3 separate regions of the Mus musculus genome follow, and all the other regions are linked to region 2. A link is a contact called in public HiCAR-type and promoter capture Hi-C data. All regions are on one chromosome and are shown on one strand. The core of a region is the stretch at or near the end of the contact, and the rest is flanking DNA. Distances in the headings are between cores, read along the strand shown. Region 1 overlaps Ate1 (arginyltransferase 1). Region 2 holds the start of Wdr11 (WD repeat domain 11). Region 3 holds the start of Fgfr2 (fibroblast growth factor receptor 2).

Region 1 (3,753 bases), core at 194-2,693, 880 kb before region 2:
CTCTGCTGTGTTTTCCTCTCTGTGACTTATCAGTATTGAAATTGATATGCTTTAATTAATATTTTAGCATTATTTTATTAATCCTCATAATATTAGCTAACAAGCCATGAATAAAAGCTTTCAAACCATTTTTCAAGATTTTTTGAATGGCGAACTGCTTGGCTTTCTGAAGAGACTTAGGCAAACACTCTGGGAGGACCCAGGGACTTCACTTCTCTTATGTCAGCATAATAGTGTGAGGCAGCTTCCTGTGGTAAGGTATTGCTAACGGCCAGAATTTGGAAAGAGAAGTGGTGGGAGGGAGAGAATTGAAAGAAGCCATGGAGACATGAAGGGAAGGGGCTGAGCTGTTAAGCTGGAGTTTGGATAATTTCCCTAAGTGTGGAGTACCCTGAGGAGCAGATGTGCTGAGAGCTGGCATGAGTTGGAGCGCTGTGGAGATGGCCAGCCAGTGAACTGGTGGGAGCAAAGCTTTACCTGGTTTAGTCTATTACTTAGGCCCAGCTTTATTTGAAGAGGTAAAGCAGGAAGCAGGAGGGACCTAGTGAAAACATAGTTATTTGTAGGTGATGGCCAGCAGTCTGTTGGTGATAATGATAATCAGAAGAGGAAGACAGGGCTGTGGCTTGAACCACTGGGCCAAACCAGAGAGGAGCAGGGTTTTGTTTCTTGTAGCTGTATATGTAAGGAAAGAATCCTATAGTTTCAGATTGTGTCCCATACACTTGACTTGGGAGTGTTATTACTCAAAGGCACCAATTAGAAATCTGGAACAAAAGCACTAGATTGTCCTTTGATAGCTGTTCCCTTCCCTTGCATCTAAGGCCTGTTGGGCAGTTCTGGCTCGGGCAGAGCTGCCAGTAAGGCCCAACAGTTGAACTGAAGACATCCTTTCTTGTCTTGAGTTTGCTGTGGTGAGTACAATGCAAGCATCTTGCATATGTGGCCAGACAGTTCTCCTGAAGCTGATTGGTCAGGAGGTTGACGTTCCTCAGTTAGGTTTTGGGCATCACGTGATTGTTGAGACAGTAGAAATTGGAGATGTGTATTGCTTTGTGAAATGAAATGACAGTCACTGAAGTCTTCCTTTATAGGACCCCAGGGTGACTAAAATGTAAAAGTGGATTTTGAGACTAAAGAAAGCACGCTTAAAGTAGAAATTCAAACACTGAATAGAAAAAAGCCACAGATTTGTCTTGTTCAAGATTTTTCTGCACACACTTGAGTTAGTTTGGGGATCTTAAAAGTTCAAGCTATTTTCTTGCTGGGTTAGCTAGCTTTCCTTCAGCGAGTAGAACTATTCATCATTCCTCCCAAGACCTTCTTAGCTGTGTTCAAAATTAGGGTCATCTTCCCTGACAGTTTTCATTGCCCATTAGTTGTGCGTGAATGCTTCAGAAAAACCTTGAATAGTAAATCCTGGGGTGGATTAGTCTCCATGGGGACATCAGTCTTGTTTGATCTCGGCATTCATTGAGTTCTCAGTCTGCTATGTCACCATGGAATATGTGTTCCTGTAAGAAGGGCTGTAAGAGCAGGAGTTGCCGGTTGAACAGCAGTGAAGGAAGCTCAGACCAGTCACTGAGCAGTCCAAGGTTGGGTCGTAGTGCTCAGTAAACACTGTTTAGTTGGGAGAGTCCACGTTTGGACTTCTATTACTTTTGGTATACCGTTTGGAAAGAGCCTTACTTTGTAAAGTCTTTTTATTGAGAGAGTCAGGATTTAAAATACACAAAAATCAGATTAAGGCAAAGCACTTAGTATTAACAATTTAATTTTAAAAGAAAATCTGTATGTTCAATAGTAATAGTAGCTCTTTTCTTTCTGTATATATTTATTAAAACCATTTGTGGTAAGTCCTTTATCATAAATTTTAAATCCAGTGATAGTGCTTATAAATATAAGAAGGTAATACTTTTTTTTTAAATTAAAAATTTCATGCCAGTGGATTTATCTAGAGAGTCACCTTAGTTATGTATACTTACTTGAATTCTTAAAATTGCTTCTAAGCTGTTAGTTCCTATAAGGAGCTTGTTTTCTGCTTGATTATCTCTATACATCAGCTTCACAGAGCTCATACTTGAATGCAATTTAATATCACCTGGATGTGGGGAATCATTATAGAAATAAAAGTAAAAGCTTTTCTGATTATGAACAGACATGTAAAAACTCTTCAGTTCTGAAACTTTAGCAGTATGTCAAACACAGTGGTTTCAGATAACAAAGAACTGTTTTATTAATTAAAGTTACAAATACACAAATAAAAATAGCGAAAACCCCAGATTTTCCATTTTTGGTTTTTCAGAAGAAAATAACTCTTCATCGTCCAGCAGAGACATGTCGTCAGATCCAGCACATAGTACAGTAGTGGGGATATAGTCCTGGTCCTGAGAATGGTAATGCAGACCCAGTAAAGAGGAAGGCACAGAGCAAAGAACAAGCAGTGGCAGCGCTGCATGGGAGCCCCATTAGGATGCTTGGACCAGGGTGCTTGACTGAGTGCTTCTTCTGTATCCCCCATCCAGTGAGCTTACCTGAGCTTCTCATGCAATGACCTTTAGGGCTCTTAACTATAGGTTTTTAAAAGATAAAACAATAATCTTACCCAGACAGTGTAAACGCATGTCTGACTTAATCGACCTGTTATTTGCTATAAAACCAGTAAACATGAAAATTGTTTCAAAGAGCATTTGTATATAATTTAATGAAGTAGGTGATTGAGATTTGATTGCTAGTAGATTAAAGCAACTACTAATTATCTAACATTAGGTAGTATTCATTCCCGTCAAAAAAACTCTACAGGTTAACCTCTGTCCCTGCAGAGCCGTAAAATAACATATTCAGAAGAAAACCAGCAGTAGGTTTTTGCGTCCTAGAAGAACAGGCTGGGAGAGGTGGCTTTGGGTGGCTTTGGAAGGAGGAGGTTCTGTTCTCTGAAGTCTTTACCCTCCTCATCTTTACCCCTTTGGAAAATCCTCTCAACCGACTTCCTCTCTGCTAATTACTCTGAGCCTAGCTTGTCTTGGGGCATCACGGAGGCCCAGGAAGGCAGTTGGGCGAGGAGACAGGTGGGTTTGTTAGGATAAATAAGCACTCATTTGGGGACAGTTTGGCTGGAAGTGAGACCTGGCCTATTAATATTCATGTCATCTCTACATGGTGCTTTGGAAACGGAAACTGCACTGCATAGCTCGTTAATCACCAAAGCTTAGCCATCTTTCCTCGGAATTCAAGGTGAATTTTTTTGTATAGCTGAGGGGAGCTTTATTTGTGTGTGTGTGTGTGTTATCAGCTAAATCCTTGAAACAGAAGATCTTGTGAAATTTTTCTGATTTTTTTCCTTTGTACAACCTAAACTGCAAGCTGCAGACTTGGAAAGAAGCATTAAGTATTGCTAACCCCATCCCTGACAGACTTACAGGGAAATAAAAGGTAGCAGTTGTAGTTTACATGACCTTGCTCTTCAGGGCCCTCTGTGTAATTGTGTAAACACCAGGTCTTTGGGAATGGGCCATTCAGACTGAACACAAGTTGGCCCAAGTTTGCTTATTGGTCTCCTTTCATTTGTATCTTACCATTTGTTTCTCAAAACTGAAATAGAAGGCAAGTCCTGTTTTTTGTTTGATTTTTTTTTTAACCTTAAAGTTTGTAGGCTCCTTGTATTTTAAAGACAGAAAAATGTGGCTTATGCCTTGTTGCGTGTGCCAGAGCGTCCTCAAGACCAGTGCTGTCTCACAGTGCCGAGATGCCGTT
Region 2 (3,970 bases), core at 861-3,360:
ACCATTTGTTCTTGAAAAGGCACTGTCAAAAGAAATGAAAAGAAGACCAAATAATAAGAGAAAATATCTGCAGGTTATGCGTCTGATAAGGGGCTCATTCAGGTCACGATTTAATAGTAACAAGGCAACACATTTCAAAGTGGGCCAAGAATCAGAGTAGGCATTTTTCTTAGTTACTTAATTACTAATGTGAACAGACACCATGACCAAGGCAGCTCTTATAAGGACAACATTTAATTGGGGCTGGCTCACAGGTTCTGAGGTTCAGTCCATTATCATCAAGGCTGGAGCATGGCAGAGTCCAGGCAGGCATGGTGCAGGAGGAGATGAGAGTTCTACATTTTCATTTGAAAGCTGCTAGTAAAACACTGACTTCCAAGCAGCTAGAATGAGGGTCTTAAAGCCCACATCCACAGTGACACACCTACTCCAACAGGGCCACACCTTCTAATAGTGCCACTCCCTGGGCCGAGCATATACAAACGGTCACAGGGCTTTTACAAAGACACACAAATAACCAGCAAGTCTATGAAAAGATGTTCATGAAATCACAGATTATATTCGCCATGAAATCACAAATCAAAACCACAGTGTGACTCACACCCACAAAGACAGTTACACTTTATATTTTCTTAGCACATGGTAGTCAGTGTTCAAAACTAATGGATGAGGGGGTGCTATGGTAAATGACAGAACTGGTATTTCCACTCACCTTTTCAAAGTGCCCCAGAACTAGCACTTAACAATGTATTCTGGATTGACATTAAGTCATGGGTATGTAAATGCTAGGCAACCCTAGATAATTGTATTTATATCTATGACTTAATGAGAACCTGATGACGTATTAAACTTGAGGTTATGGGGCTGATGTGTGACTTAACTTACCTTAACAATATCAGCTTTATGTTTTTCTAGAACTTGTAGAGTTTGGGCAGTATTGGAATCGATCACTACCACCAGTGAATGGCATCCATATGCAATTAAACCTTGCCAGCCCCTGGCGAAACAAGTGTTAAAATATAAAACAAAGCGACTCAACTTTGCCTATCATAAACAAATCTAGTTCACATGTGCCATTATTAGTAGTACTTCTTAAAGTGAAAGGCTTGTGATATTGTTCCATTTACAAAACACCCCCAGCTAAGTTTACAAATATTTATTGAGACTCATTTTCACTCAGATCAACAGTTCTAAAAGATATCTACAAAGAGCTCTGATGTGCAAAACCAATCTGGGCTGGTTTTGTATGAACACATGCTGTCTTATTCAGCATTTAATAACATTTATTTTTTATAACAACATAGAATCCACAATGCCCCTAGGATGAGTGACTAGTCTTAGTCCTTTCAATCAGATAAAAAAGTACATGAGAGGTCTCAGCCTCCGCAGCAACATTCCTAGCACAACAGTAATAGGATTTGCCTCACATGGTTAGTTCTCAGAACCTGGGTGTTATTTCACTGTGGAAAGAGAACTGGCTGTGGAGGCCGTGCTTCACGGGAACCAGTAAAGATAAAAGTGGGAGTAGGTAAGTGACAGGACACAGTTTGGGGCATTGTTGAATGCATCTAAGTGAAAAAGAGGAGTCTGAAAGAGTAAGAAAGAGTCAGGACCAGGAAGAGAAAAGGAGACAAGGAGAGAAGCCCTCCCGGGTGCAGGCTGGGGAAGAGGAAATGGGGACAGTAAAGGAATGAGATGCGGAGAAAGAACCCAGGACTGAAACTGTCTGCACCGAGGACCTGCCGGCTCCAGGCATTTGCGACTTATAGGACAACACAAATGTCTCAACTAAAAGCAAATCTGCGAGCTGTGGGACGCTGGCCGCGGTCTAGGCGAGGAAAACCGGAAGCCCAGTGTTCTTCCCCGTCCCCTCGCGAACTGCGGCCGAGGCCGGAAGCACTGCCCTCACCAGTCCACCGCCGCCTTGTTGTGCGCGTTGAGAGCCCCGGTGAGGGTGCGCGCTGACACCTTGAAGTTTACGGTGTAGGGTAACATCGCGGCGGCACCCCGGCCCTCCCCACCGGCAGGCAGGAAGCGACACGAGCAGCTCTTCCGTTCCAAAGTCCGGGTAGTCGCGTCCGCGCCAGCAGTTGGGTTCCGTGAAATCCCAGGTTCCTCCTTCCAATAGTCCGTCGTCTCTCCAGGAACTAGGACTTCTAGGTTCCTCCCTCTCCAAAGTTCCGAAACTCAAGTGAATCCCATGGAGTGTGGGTTGGAGCTAAGCATGGAAGAGGGGTTCTGCTACCAGTCGCATCTGCTTTCTTCCTTTTGGGAGAAAGATTGCTGGAAATCGTGAAAACAAAACAATAAAACTCCCAGTTTGCTTTTCTGCCTTTGATATGTTAATTTAGGGCAACTACCATTGCCAGCCACTGTTTGTTGTAGAAGGGTCCTGCATGAGAAGACACAGTGACTGTCTACTCACTAATGCTCACTAATGTTTGTTCTCTTTTTATTATGTGATAACTATCCTGGCTAATAGGGTTTGCATAACTCGCTCCCAAAGGACCATGTATTAAAAAACGTGATTTTCCCTACTTTAGGAAGAAGGGCCCATTGGGAGGTTTTTAGATCACTAGGAGAAGCGCCCAGGTTGGGGTGGGAGGTGCTGTTGAAGGGAATTGTTGGACCCTGGTCTTTTCCTCCTTATTTTTTGTGGCCCATGAAGTGAAAGGTTTTGCCATCTTGCTGTGCATCGTCACCATGGTATAGGTTCAAGAACAATGGGGCAAACCAGGCATGGACTAGAAGCTCCGAGATATTGTCCTTTAGAGACTGAGTATCTCGGGTGCTTGTTTCAGATTTGGAAATCTGGCCAACACACAAGTGAGGTGAGGAAGACTCAGTGAGTAAAGATGTTGAGTGTCTTTTAGCAGCAATTTAGCCATTTGTAATTATTTTTAAAAATACCCTATTGGGATATTTTAGCTCACTTTGTCTTTTCACTTCTGAGTTATAAGTATTCTTCGTTTATTATAAATTGAAGTTCCTTTTCATATATATATACATATATAATGTTTATTAAAATATACAAAAGTATGTGTTGAATAAACATATAATATAGAAATATATTTTATGATATGTATATTATATGATATATAGCACAATACATTATAGAAATTATATATTATAATATGTAGTATTATAAAATATACATACATAATATAAATACATACTATGTTTATATATAGATTATATTACAATATTTATATATAAGATTTATATTAAAACATATAAGATGTATATAAAAAAACCACTGTCGTTCCATAAATGTCAACATGAACCTTGAGTCAATTGGCTACGCAAATATTCCCAGCAAAGTCAAAGGCTGCAGTTAAGAGGACTTAAGTGTGTTCTCCAGCACCAGAGTGAGACAGCTCACAACCACCTGTAATTCCAACTCCCAGGGTTCACACCCTTCTAGACTCTAGTGCTCCTGCTCCTACACAAGAACATACCCTCACATAAACACATAGTTGAAATGAAAGGAAATCTTAAAAAATGATGAAATGAAACAAATGTTGGTAAGTTGTTCTTTTGATATTCTTTACTATATATGTAGATTTCATCTGTATTTTTAGTTACTGAAACTGCATAGCATGATGACTCTTGGAACCCTGCTGATAGTCCTGCTCAGTGCTTGCATATGTAAAAATCTACATGAATGTCCCTCTTCTCCTGCATCTTCAAGGGGCTCATGGAAGGTCGGTGTTACTGAGGGCTTTAGGTCACTCATTGTGACTCTGAGAAGCATCTTTAACTCCTTTCAGCCTCTGTGCTGGCTTCAGTGAGACGTCCCTCACCATCCTGAGCATTAGAGCATTTGATTTTTCAGTTGTCGGTTGTTTCGTAGGTTCAGGAGGTCTGGCCTGGATGGAGGAAGTGTGTCACTGGGGACAGATTTTGAGAGTTTAAAGGCTTAGATAGACCATCTCAAGTTTGTTTTCTCTGCTTTCTGCTTGTGGTTTGA
Region 3 (3,558 bases), core at 680-3,179, 670 kb before region 2:
GGAAGGGCTTCCCTCCTATTCAGCATCTATAAAGCTAGAGATGAATGGGGTGGGGGAGACAGGGACAGCGGCTTCCTGGGCCATTAATTTATGTGAGAATGTGTTAACCTCATTTTCAATGGCTGGTGGGCCCACTGCAGTAGGGAAAGAGCTCTGTCCTGAGACACGGAGTTTCTCATCAGTGGGGATCATAAAGATAGAAGTGCCAGCCTGGAGCAGGACCATTCCCTTGTGACTTCAGGTTAGGGAATGAGCACACATTGACACTGAATGGCTCAGTGTCAACCTGGCTGAGGTGTTCCCACCCAGGCCACAGAACTCATTCAAAACACACCCCTTTCCACTAGACATAAACAGATCATTTCGTTTGGAAATCCGGCTGTTATTTTTGTTGTTGTTGAGTTTTCAAATTCTAATTTCATAAGTATTTGCCTGAGGCATTGAACATGGATTTGCTACCCCTTGCTTTTTAGTGATGTGCATATAAGTTTCCCAGGCTATGCTGTGAACAAAGATGATCTGATCATGTGGGGCCTGAGGAATCGTGTGTGTAAATGGCATAAGGTAGAGTATTAGGGATTCTGGTACGTCTCCTCTTTCAAACCTGTGTCCCAGGTGGACTTTACTGTCTGGCTTTGTTTGTCTTTAGGCACCAGAGAGAGTCTAAGGCTTTTCTGAACTTAGTGACCTATTTGAGCCAGGATCTTATATAGCCCAGGGCTGACACAAACTCAGCATGTACCTGAAACCATTTTCAAGCTCCCGAACTTCTCTTTATCCTGCGAGGTCTGGGACCTCAATAATTGACCCAATAATTAAGATTCAATTTATTTAGACAAAATGTAGCTGGCTTCAAACTTACTATGTAGACCAAGTTGGCCCCCAAACACAAGGCAATCCTCCTGCCTCACACTTCTGAGTGCTAGAGTTACAATTTATATGGCCTTGACTTTAAACACAACTGCTCAAGGGATGAAAGAGAGAAAGGGAGTGCGTACTGAAAGATAAATGATCTCAAGGTAGTCTAGTGGGAGAGACAAATGGGAGATGCCAATCATTACAGCCCGGCCTGACATTTAGTTAAAGAATCCTGCTTTGCAACAGAAGAGTGTAAGAGTCAGGGAGAGAATCCAATTTGCTCACGGTCAGATGACTTGGTTTTTGGTAGAGTGAGTGTGTTTTCTGTTTCTGATTCTTTGTTTCTTTCTCTGTTTCTTTCTTAGGTGGCATGGAGATCAGGCCTTGTACATGCAAGGCAAGCGTTCTACTACTAGGCTACATCTCCAACACCTCTCTAGACTCTTTCAAGTTTCTTCCCCCTCTCATTAATTAATTAATTAATTAATTTTCATTTTATTTGATTGGTATGGATGTTTGCCTGCATGTCTGTCTGCACATTGTGCATGCAGTATCTCTGAAGGCCAGAAGAGGGCGTCGGGACTCCTGGAACTGGACTTAGAGGTGATTGTGAGCAAGCCAAGTGGATGCTGGGAATTGAACCAATCTCTGGCAGTATTCTTAAACTACGGAGCCATTTCTCCAGCCCTACTTTCTTTTAAATATTTATTTCTATTTTTAAACTATATGCCTGTATCTTTGTGTTCACGAGTGCAGTTTCCTAAGGAGACCAGAGGCTTTGGATGACTCTGCAACTGGGGTTACAGGCCATTGTGAGGGACTGATATTTAGCCAGCAACTGGCTTTTGGCCTTTAAGAAGGCAGGAAGCACTCTGAACTGCTGATCCATCTCCAGCCCTCCTTTGGATTTCTTTATGTTAACCTACATTGATACTATTAAAGATGTTTTCTGTTGTAGATTGCCTTTTCCCATGGCAGCCACATTAAAGGGCTCATCCAGCAGCCGGTTGTGTTAACCTCTCCGATCTTCAGTTTTCTTGTCAGAATCTGGTTCTGTTACTCTGCAGGCAGATGTGCGGATAAGTACAATTACCTATTCACGTGTTCCCTTCCTAAAGGAGGGTTTCCCAAACACTCGTCCCCTGTCTATTGTTCAGAGGAACAAGACAACGCAACATCTCCCACGAACATCCGCTGCTTCCACCCTCAAAGCTTCATGACATGAAATGTCTGGCCCCAGTATGCTGCAGACCTATTCTAAGGTGTCTGAAGTTGCACAGCATTCTGTCATTTGTTTCCTAACTTGACATAAAACAACGTAACGCATCCACTGTGCACCAAAGCTGGCTAGGAACTGGGGCAGTGGCGTACAGAGGCCGTTCACCAACAGGGTTCCGAGAGGTCATCTGTGCACCCCTGCGGGCAGCGCGGCGGGGCCCCTCGCCTGCCTGGCGGGTGTCTCTTTGCGGCTGCTAGGCTTCGGGGGCAGCGCGGGGCTCGGGACTGCCCCAGCGCGAGGCGCTGATTGGCAGAGCGGGCGCCGCCGTCCAGGAAACGGCTCGGGTTTCAGCGGGGGGCGTGACCCGCCCGAGGAGGCTGCGGCGGCGGCGCGGGCGGCGAGGGGAGAGAGCCGGGAGAGGCGAGCGGCGGCGGCGGCAGGCGCGGAACGGGCGCACGGACGATCGAACGCGCGGCCGCCAGAGCTCCGGCGCGGGGGCTGCCTGTGTGTTCCTGGCCCGGCGTGGCGACTGCTCTCCGGGCTGGCGGGGGCCGGGCGTGAGCCCCCGGGCCTCAGCGTTCCTGAGCGCTGCGAGTGTTCACTACTCGCCAGCAAAGTTTGGAGTAGGCAACGCCAAGCTCCAGTCCTTTCTTCTGCTGCTGCCCAGATCCGAGAGCAGCTCCGGTGTCATGTCCTAGCTGTTCTGCGATCCCCGGCGCGCGTGAAGCCTCGGAACCTTGGCGCCGGCTGCTACCCAAGGAATCGTTCTCTTTTTGGAGTTTTCCTCCGAGATCATCGCCTGCTCCATCCCGATCCACTCTGGGCTCCGGCGCAGCACCGAGCGCAGAGGAGCGCTGCCATTCAAGGTAATCGTCGTGCCGAACGCCTCTGGGAGCTTCGCCAGCCGGGAAAGTGGGTGCCGTGGGAGGATGCGGGGGCGCAGGATCCCCGGGAGGAAGGCGCGGGTAAACCTATTTGGGGGCGCACCCTGTCAGTCTCTGACTGTATTGGTGATGGAGGAGTGGATGAATGCGGATGGCTGGCTTTGGGGGAGTTCTTTCAGCACCTCCATCCCAATGCTGACATCTGCCTCTGCCGCTGGCACCCCTTTCCTGTCAGACTCCGGCGGGCACAGTCCTGCCTACTGGGCGCGTTCCTTTGAGCTCAGAGCCGGCGCGCCGTGGGGCCGCCTGCCAGTGGCACAGCCCATAGGCGGTTCGGGAAGGGCATCTTTGGGGTGCCTGGTCCTTGGATTCTGGAAGCTCCAGCCTGGTACTACACAAACCCTTATGAGAGATCCTTTCTTGGGAAGAAACTGCTGGAGTGTGGTCAGGCAACATCCCCAAAGGGATGGAGATGCCGGGACGACACCTTTAGGGAGGCAGTGGCTCTGGTCCGGGATTCCGGTGCTGGCCATCCCTCACCAGCCACAGCGGTTGGCGCAGGAGGGATCGCCGCGCGCCTGGGGCTAGGGGGCGAAC

Evidence for each region. Promoter capture Hi-C pulls out the DNA fragments that hold promoters and counts their contacts. HiCAR-type assays count read pairs that join an accessible place to other places.
Region 1: a contact with region 2 is called in a HiCAR-type map of astrocytes, with 5 times the contacts expected there. The contact joins the enhancer-like site here to the promoter of Wdr11 in region 2. A contact is called at or near these places in 2 of 39 promoter capture datasets (the C10 cell line and embryonic stem cells), 1 of 484 Hi-C or Micro-C datasets (myeloid progenitors), 3 of 115 datasets of contacts at active chromatin or transcription factors (the 230-238 cell line and astrocytes) and 1 of 9 other capture datasets (adipose tissue).
Region 3: a promoter capture Hi-C map of embryonic stem cells shows a contact between it and region 2, with 5 times the contacts expected there. The contact joins the promoter of Fgfr2 here to the promoter of Wdr11 in region 2. A contact is called at or near these places in 3 of 39 promoter capture datasets (the C10 cell line and embryonic stem cells), 3 of 484 Hi-C or Micro-C datasets (all in embryonic stem cells), 6 of 115 datasets of contacts at active chromatin or transcription factors (astrocytes, embryonic forebrain, embryonic stem cells and 2 more) and 4 of 9 other capture datasets (adipose tissue, embryonic stem cells, liver and 1 more).

The regions. Positions count from the first base shown.
Region 1 is chr7:130,470,586-130,474,338 of GRCm38.p6, reverse strand. All of the region lies in intron 8 of Ate1 (arginyltransferase 1), which reads left to right. Among named protein-coding and RNA genes, the nearest start is that of Ate1, 47 kb to the left of the region's middle. Within about 2 kb of position 1,443, at least 18 of the 459 cell types and tissues checked have an H3K27ac peak or open chromatin away from gene starts, as enhancers often do. A contact at or near this core is called in astrocytes, where this site is marked.
Region 2 is chr7:129,590,003-129,593,972 of GRCm38.p6, reverse strand. Wdr11 (WD repeat domain 11) reads right to left here and starts at 2,110. Exons shown (of 29, transcript NM_172255.3): 1 at 1,910-2,110; 2 at 886-997. The coding sequence starts at 1,995.
Region 3 is chr7:130,265,179-130,268,736 of GRCm38.p6, reverse strand. It overlaps Fgfr2 (fibroblast growth factor receptor 2), which reads left to right and starts at 1,929. Exons shown (of 18, transcript NM_010207.2): 1 at 1,929-2,943. RefSeq lists a promoter at 2,371-2,596.